2 separate regions of the Danio rerio genome follow, and region 2 is linked to region 1. Evidence: chromatin contacts called from public HiCAR-type data. All regions are on one chromosome and are shown on one strand. The core of a region is the stretch at or near the end of the contact, and the rest is flanking DNA. Distances in the headings are between cores, read along the strand shown.

Region 1 (4,622 bases), core at 1,008-3,507:
ATCTCACTAACCTTTGTTAAACAAGAACAATAAGACTTAACCAACAAATATTGTTACCCATTCATTTAAATCAGAATTTATCACTGTCAATAACATAAAAAAAACATCAAAATCTGCTTTAAGACGTTCAGTTTTACATTAACTGACCATTACAGCTTGAACAAAAGATATAATTGATTCACATAGGCTAACACATATGAATTAAAGTGCAGAGTAATATATTTCTCTTGGATAATTTAAAGAGAATAGTAAACAGTCGAGTTTCAATCATTTTTCGTGACTAACTGCATAAACAAGATAAACAATAATATTTTATAAATTAATTCGTTTTTAATTACACATAATCACAGAATTAATACTGTTGGATAAGTATACGCCTGTACAATGATTTTTTCAACATCCACGGTACTTTATAATGTTAAATCAGGAAAAAAACACGTTTTGCCTTGTTAGTTAATGGATTAGTCTACAGAAACTTTCTTTAACGCAAAGTTAGCATACACACAAATTCGTTTCATGTTTCTTTAAAATAATTAAAATAGTTTTCAGTTACTACACACGTTACAATCTAACATTGTGTAAAAGGAAAAGGAACTTTCAGACGTGTTTGTAACTGTTAGCGTTAGCATACATTAGCTCCAGTCGTGTTTCTTAAAGCAAGTTACATTTCGTATCAAACTGTTTTAAATTACTAAACGCTGTTACAACCAAACACCGTGGAAATGTTTTAAGCTCTAAATTCGCTAATTATACAGTACACAAGCAGTAAAAAGCTTACCTTTCTGACCGGAATCCACATGGAATCTTTGAAAAATCAAACTTTTTCTTCTTGTGATCTTCGTGCCATGGTGGTTGACAACCAGCTTGTTGGAGCATTACCGCCACCGTCTGGATTGGAGTTTGGATCATGAGTTTAGTAACGCATGTGTTTATTATGAAACCAACTTCTGCTTTAAAAAAAAAACAGTCAGCACAGGAGCGTGCTATCTCAAAAATAAGCGAATTTTACATAGTTTTTCTCTGGATGACATGTATAATCTATTTATAAATAATATTGTTTTGTTTGCGTCTAAACATTGAGACCATCCACACTAAATATTCTTTTTTTTTTTTTGCTATCGTACCATGAATATTTTCTCAAATTATCATTAAACGTGGAGCTAACAGATTACTAGATAAAATAAGAACTTAATCGGTTGCCTTCAGCCGAGTCCTTGCCAGAAGCGGCCAGGACTCTACAGACAGACTCGGACCGGATATGGTTGACCGGAATCGGGCCAGTGCTTTACAGCCGCATCACAGCCGCATGTGCGCGAGCGAGGTGCGGGCCGCACTCGGCCCGGATAACACTCGCCGATGCCGAGTCGGAGCCGGAGGGGCCGGAGGGCAGCCGAGCTCGGGCCGATTACTGCCTGCTATCTGGGTACAGTTTATGAGTTCACTAATACTACAGTAAGCTCAACGAGTTGTAAATATTATATGTACAGTATAACACACACTTTAGTATGATTAAAAAAATACTATAAAGTGATCTTTCCGTGTTTTATTTACATTAACGCAAGAAGCGTAACCCAAACAAATCAGTCAATACACTTTACTGTACCATGTTTCAAGACGCTATACATTTACTATAACTTACTATGGTATTTTCTTACACGTAGGCCTATCCCAGAAATCTTAGGGGATCTCAGTTTTGCGTGAATATCGCCTTTCTGCGTGTACTCCTTATTTATTAACGTAAACAGCGTAACCGACAACAACAGAAAATCACGAGCACGGAAAGGCATGACGCGTTTATAAAGTGAATAACAGCAGGAGGTAAATTAGAGAAAGCTCTATAAACACATCATGATTAACAGCACGACAGGGAAACGTGTTGAAATAGTACATATCGTCTGGTCTGTGTTGTAAATGAATACTTTATATACTCACTGTAGTGCGCTGATGCTGTGTGTCCTGGTGTCGCTTTCACTTTCGGTTTTGCTGAAACTGAGTTCAGTCAAACAGCAACTCACTCCAGCTCCACTGTAAACTCGCTGTACACTCTACAGGTAACAGATGAACTCACCTGTCCAGTGTGTGTGTGTGTGTGTGTGTGTAGGTGTGGGTGGGTGTGTATGGGTGTGTGTCTGTCCGCGCTGCTGATATCGGTGTGTGTATGTGTGTGTGTCGTTTCTCTGAAGCTCAAAGTGAAAGTGAGTCCAGATCAGCAGCTCTTGCTGAACACACACTCCGCCATTGTGTTTTCCTGCTCTAACAGATTCACTGATCAGCCTTTTTTTATTTATCTCCAGCCTTTCGTCACGTGACGCAATTTTATTTCCCTTTTCAGCCACCAGGTGGGGCTGTTACTAGAAGGGATACAGCTGCGGCCGATAGTTAACCAGAGTTCATTCATTCATTCATTTCCTCTTCAGCTTAGTCTCTTTATTAATCCGGATCGCCACAGTGGAATGAACCGCCAAATTATCCAGCATTTTTTTTATGCAGTGGATGCCCTTCCAGCTGCAACCCATTACTGGGAAACACCCATACACTGTCATTCACACACACATACACTACTTAACTTACATTTTTAGTAAAAGTAATTAAATGATTTATTTATCAACTATTTAGTTTATGTTTTTTCCTACAATATTTCCACAGACCCCCAGATCAGCTTTGCAAAGTCTAGAAGGGATACAGCTTTAGTCCCTTTAATTATCGGGGTCGCCACAGCGGAATGAACCGACAACTTATCCAGCATGTTTTTACGCAGCTGATGCCCTTCCAGCTGCAACCCATCTCTGGGGAAGATATCACCTTTCTAGCATATTTTTTGTGTCTCTGTACATCAATAATTACTGATTTACATTACTCTGAGGGTTGGGTTTACAGTCGGGGTTGGAATAGACGTGAATAAAATACAGTTTACTGTTAATTGAATAAATAATATAAATTATTAACTTCAGGCCGTAGCTGTATCCCTTTTAGCAACAGCCAACATAAACCCCTTAGCAAAGTGATCCAGACGGGTTTCCTAGCAACGTCAGCGCTTACTTATTAATATTCATAATAATCATTCACTCACAGATCTGACAGAGGAGCACACTTTTTGTGACAGTTGTCTTTATTAAGCACAAGAGGGCGCCAAACTCCACAGTTTAATCATCAACTTTAAAAAGAAAAAAAAGCGTAACTAATGAGGTATTTGGTGTCCGCATTGACGTTCAGTTCACTTAAAGGGACAGTACATGAATAAATAAATAAATCAATAAATAAATCAAATATGTCGTCATTTACTCTTCCTCCAGTTTGTTACAAACCTGTCTGACTTTCTTTTTGTCTGTTTAACACAAAATAGATATTTATAGGAACAACAAACGTTGTCATAATGTGTTGTTACTACTGAAGTCAATGGTTACCGGTTTTCAATAGTCAATAAATAGTGAGGAATATGTCATTTTTAAGTGAACTGTGCCTTTAAGATGATGGCTCATTCACCTCAAAGCAAGAAGGTCTCTGGTTTGAGTCTCAGCTGGGTCAGTTGGTGTTTCTGTGTGGAGTTTGCATGTTCTCCCCGTGTTGGTGTGGGTTTTCGGGTGCTCCGGTTTCCCCCACAGTCCAAACACATGCGCTATAGGGGAACTGATCAACTAAATTGTCCGGAGTGTGTGTGTGTGTGTGTGTGTGTGTGTGTGTGTGTGTGTGTGTGTGTGTAAATGAGTGTGTATAGATGTTTCACAGTAATAATTTACGGCTGGAAGGGCATCTGCTGTATAAAACATATATGCTGCATATATTGGTGATTCATTCCACTGTGGCAACCTCAAATTAATAAAAGGACTAAGCTGAAAATGAATGAATACACATTCGACACATTGGCTCAGTGGTTAGCACTGTGGCCTCACAGCAAAACATATGCTGCAGTAGTTGGCGGTTCATTCCGCTGTGGCGACCTCTGATAAATAAAGGGACTAAGCTGAAGGTAAATTAATGAATGAATAAATTATTGAATATTTAAAATGGTAAAAGAATAGAATTTCTGATAATCAGTGTTGGGTCAGATATGGAGATGCCCGATGCTGGGTCAGATATTTTCAATTCAGTTTAAATTAGCTCTTCACTTTTTAACCCCATGGTTGGGTTTATCCATTGTTTACCCATGAACTATTGAATCCATATTTTACCTACATTTTACTCAGTGTTCATGATTCTTCAGAAATCAGTTTAATATGATCATTTGATGATCAATAAATATTTATGATTATTATTATCAGTGTTGAATACTTGTGTGTCATGTGTTCATTCATTCATTTACTTTCAGTTTAGTCCCTTTATTAATCAGGGGTCACCACTGCAGAAAGAACCACTGAATATTCCAGCATATGCTTTACACAGCGGATGCCCTTCCAGTTGCAACCCAGTAATAGGAAACACCCATACACACTCATTCACACACACACACACACACACATACACTGCGGCCAGTTTAGTTGATCAGTTCCCCTATAGCGCATGTGTTTGGACTGTGGGGGAAACCGGAGCACCCGGAGGAAACCCACACCAACACGGGGAGAACATGCAAACTCCACACAGAAACACCAACTGACCCAGCCGGGACTTGAACCAGTGACCTTCTT
Region 2 (4,622 bases), core at 819-3,318, 170 kb after region 1:
GAACAGTCAAGTCTTAATATTATTAAATGACATCATCCCACTCTTTCAGCTGCGTTTGCTCCAGAAGTATTTCCTGAATCATTTTCCCACAGGATTTTTACCGATTTTGTCAAAACTATTGGTTTAGGAACTGAAACATCCAAACACAACATTACAAGCCTTCATTTACAGAAGTCCTGTCAATCGACCAACTTTAATAAAGGAAAATCAACTACAAATTACACGTTCAAACTAAAAACCACAAAGAAAAACTATTCATTCAGAAATGTTTGCTGTGTAAATAAAGCAATATATTTCAAGCTAAGCACAATATCAATTATTACACAAAGCCTATGATCTATTTTGGTAGCTCTGCAATCTGTCGCTGCGTCCCGATTTGCATACTATCCATCCTAAATAGTATTGGAAAACAGAAATAGTGCGCTGCAAACTGCAGAGTAGAAATGTCAAGTGTAGAAGTGTCTGTACTCTAATTACTGATATTACCCATAATACACTGCACATTTGACTGAATTTGAGAACTACAAACGCAGGTAAAAAGTGTAAACAAACTACAAACATGGCGGATGCACAAGACCAAATGTCAAGTAGAGAGGCTTCGGTAAAGTTGTTTGAATGATTATTAATGAATATATAGCCTACTGGAGAATATTTAAATCACATTTTCAGTGTGATATTTCATCTGCAGCAGCAATGTGAGCTTCTATAAAGGACATTCACTTCTGAATGCAGAATTATCCAAACACTGAGGAGATTTCTCAGCATGACAGACTCGGCAGATTAACCTGCTGCTGCTGCTGCTGCTGATGATGATGATGATATACAATAGGACATTAATTATGACAGAAATGTGAATGATGCATTGAGATGATTGACAGCTCGTAACTAAGCAACAGAACGGTATGCTAATGAGCAAGTAGTTTGTCTCAATGCTTGCACACTCCTCTGTTACACACTCAAAAGTATGCACTTTCTTAAAGACACAGTCTAGTAGGCGAACTGGGATGCAGCATGTGACTCTGATTGGTGGATTGCCTGTACAGCATCATAGGTACTGAAAATGCACAAATTCCGCTAATAATGTTTTAAAAACCCATCTGTCAGATTTAGCAGCCACTAAGAAAAAATAAAATCAATATGGAGAAAATGAATGGAGATTTTACTTCTGGAACCACACAGCTGAATATTGTTCTGCAATTAAACAAATCTGTCTTATTAAACAGGCATATATCGATTAAAACGAGTTTGGTCAGCAAACCAAAAAGATTTTGGATTTAAATTCAAATCAGTTATTCCAAATATATATATATAAATATAAACTACACATTTTACCTAAATTGAATACATTATTTATGTTTATCTTGAATTTTCTTGTTTTCTACAATGCAATTTAATATTTTCCCCTAACATATGAATCTGTGTGTAGTCATTTTTAGACTGTAATCAGTGTTTCAGTTAGATTAATTCATCAGCATTGTCTTTATCTAATGTATCTGCACAGATGAAGCATCCAGGAGCAAAATATTACTGTAAACGAGAGATCTGAGACTCATTTATGATATATATAACATATATTAAACAATTAACTTATTTATAAATTAACAATCATTTATATTAATCGAATATAGCCGATACTATGTGTATTTGAATGGTGTAAAGTCGCGTACAGTTATATTAAAGTGGCATCTGCTGAAACGAGCGATCAGAGCCATGTTAGAGAAACAAACAAAATGGCAGCATCTGGATTGGGAAAAGATCCTCCTGCATGAGATATTGCTGAAGAAATGTGGATAAAACGACGCTTACAGAGAAACATGTAGTGTGTTTAATTCAGATCCAGCCTTGTGTGCGTCTTACCTCACACACACGCGATGTTTCTGCAGATCTGATGTTTGCTGAATAATCCAGATGCATGAGATTTCGAGCTGCCAACAGCCGCGCGCTGATGTTACTGTAAAAATACTACACAGATGACAGATATTAGTGTATTATTGCTGCTGCTGTTGTGAAGCACTGGAGTGATCCTTGTTTGTGCACGCGCCTCTGCGGGTGCACGCGCGCACACTCTTGTGCACCCGCACACACTCTTGCAGATGTTAGCCCGAGAACGCGCGCGATCATTCCCGAATGTTTACGCGTCTACGTCCTAAAAATATGTATCGTTACATTTTAGGATTAATAAGTATACACTTTAGAGTGTGTGAAAGAGTATTCAAACATTGGAACAAACTACATTTACCTACATTACATTATTGTTAATGTCATCCTACTGTAGATTTGGTTTATCTGCCGTTCGCGAGTCTGTCATGAAGAAAAATCTCCTCAGGTGTTTCCAGAATTATATATTCAGAGGATATTAACCAAACACTTCTTTATAGAAGTTCACATTGTTGTTGCAGATGAAAAATCACACGGAAAATGTAATTTAATATTCTCCAGTTGGCTAGATAAAAGTCATTCAAACATCTTCACCCTTGACGGTTGGTCTCGCGCGTCCGCCATGTTTGTAGTTTGTTTACACTTTTTAACTGAATTTCGTCCAATATGTTCTACAGATAATAGTAGAGCCTCCAGGGAGCTTGGCATTCTCTTTTCAGTTCAGTTCAATTCACCTTTATTTGTATAGCGCTTTTACAAGATTGTGTCAAAGCAGCTTCACATATAAGATTATACATTGAAACAGTTCAGTTTTCAGAGTTTAAGTTCAGTTCAGTTCAGTTTAGATTAGCTCAGTTCAGTTCAATATGTTTTAATATTCACTGCTGAGAGTCCAAACACTGAAGAGTAATTCAGTTATGCGCAGCTCTAGAAGTCCCGGACTTTGCAAGTAAGTGGCGACAGAGGCAAGGAACAAATTTCACCAATGGACCAGAGTGAAGGAAAAAACCTCTGGACGAAACCAGGCTCAGTTAGCTCGACCATTTCTCCTATCGTATGGCAAAATGTCTTGTGGAGAGCTGCAGTCTAGGCGCCGGAGGCTGGAGAACACAGGACGTCAGCGAAGACTCGGCTGTCCCTGGAGCATCACAGGAATCAGTCTCAGGCTCTCCTCCATGACCATCACAGCAGCTGCTACGGCCTGGTCCAGGAATGTGGAAGCCTTGGGATCATCTCTTCTTTTCAACATACTACTGGACACACGCTATTTCTACTCTCAAATACTATTTAGGATGGACAGCATGAGAATTGGGGCACAGATACTGTGATTTTTCAATTGTGGCTGGTCTTTTTAAATATGTAAACCCTCATAAGCTCAGGGATCACAAATTCACATTGCGTTTATGGAGTGTATGGGTGTTTCCCAGTACTGGGTTGCAGCTGGAAGGGTATCCGCTGTGTAAAACATACTGGAATAGTTAGCAGTTCATTCCACTGTGGCAACCTCTGATGAATAAATGGACTAGCTGAAGGAAACATGAATGAATGAAAAACTAAGGAAAATAAATGAAAACTAATATCGTCAGTCAAAGAGTTCTGCTTATGATAATAACATTGTTTTTATTTGTGCAGCACCGTTGTTTTAGCAGTTATTTAATGATAGGTAGAAAGATTCATGATATTCATATATGTTCTTAAATTAGGCGTACACTCAATAACTTTACAAACTTTTACATTTTAATATCCACATTTGTGAATATAAATTGCTACAATCAACATATTATTGCAACAGAAAACAAAACAATCCATTTATTTTTCATACATTACCAAATTAAGCAATGTGATAGTCAGAGCGGGCAGGTATTACATTTTCCATCTTCAACCACTCACACAATCTGTCCCAAAGGGATTTGACAGTACAACTGCAAACAAATGCTGTATGTATAATTATAGTTTACTTTATTTTCCACTTATTTAAATGTGTGTCCCCTTGTGCTTATATGCATGTACCCTGAGCTCCTGTAACACAAACAAGTCACTTGGCGAATGAAGCTCATTTCTGATTCTGATAACATCAATATCCCGATCTGGCCACTAGAGGCCGCCAAAGAAAGCCAAACACCTGTCCACAGCTGGACTCACTGCGCATGTGTGCATTTTGTGACTCTTTTGAGAGTAAGGTTTGCGGTTAGGGTTACATGCTAATAAAACACAGTTTAATTGGTAATTTAATAAACAGTATGAATAATACTCTGTATAGTCACTGATTTTACATTATGGTTGAGGGAGGGGTAGACGTTAATAAAAAACAACTGTTGGGTAATTTGATAAACATATGAACAATACTCAGTATAATTACTGTTTCTACATTACTGTGAGGTTTAGGGTTGGGGTAGTGGTAGATGATCATAAGTTACAATTTATTGGGTAATTTAAGAAATAATAAGAATAATACTCTGTATAATCATTATTTAATATTAATATATATTATTATTAATATTAATACCAATATTGTGGTAGGAGTAGACGTTAATAAAATACAATTTAATGGGTAAATTAATAAATAATATGAATAAAACTTGGTATAATTATGGTTTTACGTTACTGTGAGAGTTGGTGTTAATAAAATGAACAAATCTATAGTTGCAGAAATGAACTAACATCCCAAAACATTTAAAAAACTTGATTAAAAACAAAATATCCTTCTGATTTGTTGCATTATCATTATTTTTCTGACTACATGC

Evidence for each region. HiCAR-type assays count read pairs that join an accessible place to other places.
Region 2: a contact with region 1 is called in a HiCAR-type map of caudal fin, with 14 times the contacts expected there. The contact joins the promoter of dusp26 here to the promoter of pargl in region 1. A contact is called at or near these places in 1 of 18 Hi-C or Micro-C datasets (an unstated tissue) and 2 of 4 datasets of contacts at active chromatin or transcription factors (caudal fin and embryo).

The regions. Positions count from the first base shown.
Region 1 is chr10:50,331,032-50,335,653 of GRCz12tu, forward strand. It overlaps pargl (poly (ADP-ribose) glycohydrolase, like), which reads right to left and starts at 2,258. Exons shown (of 17, transcript XM_001338221.9): 1 at 1,933-2,258.
Region 2 is chr10:50,499,635-50,504,256 of GRCz12tu, forward strand. dusp26 (dual specificity phosphatase 26) reads right to left here and starts at 2,069. Exons shown (of 4, transcript XM_694337.8): 1 at 1,858-2,069.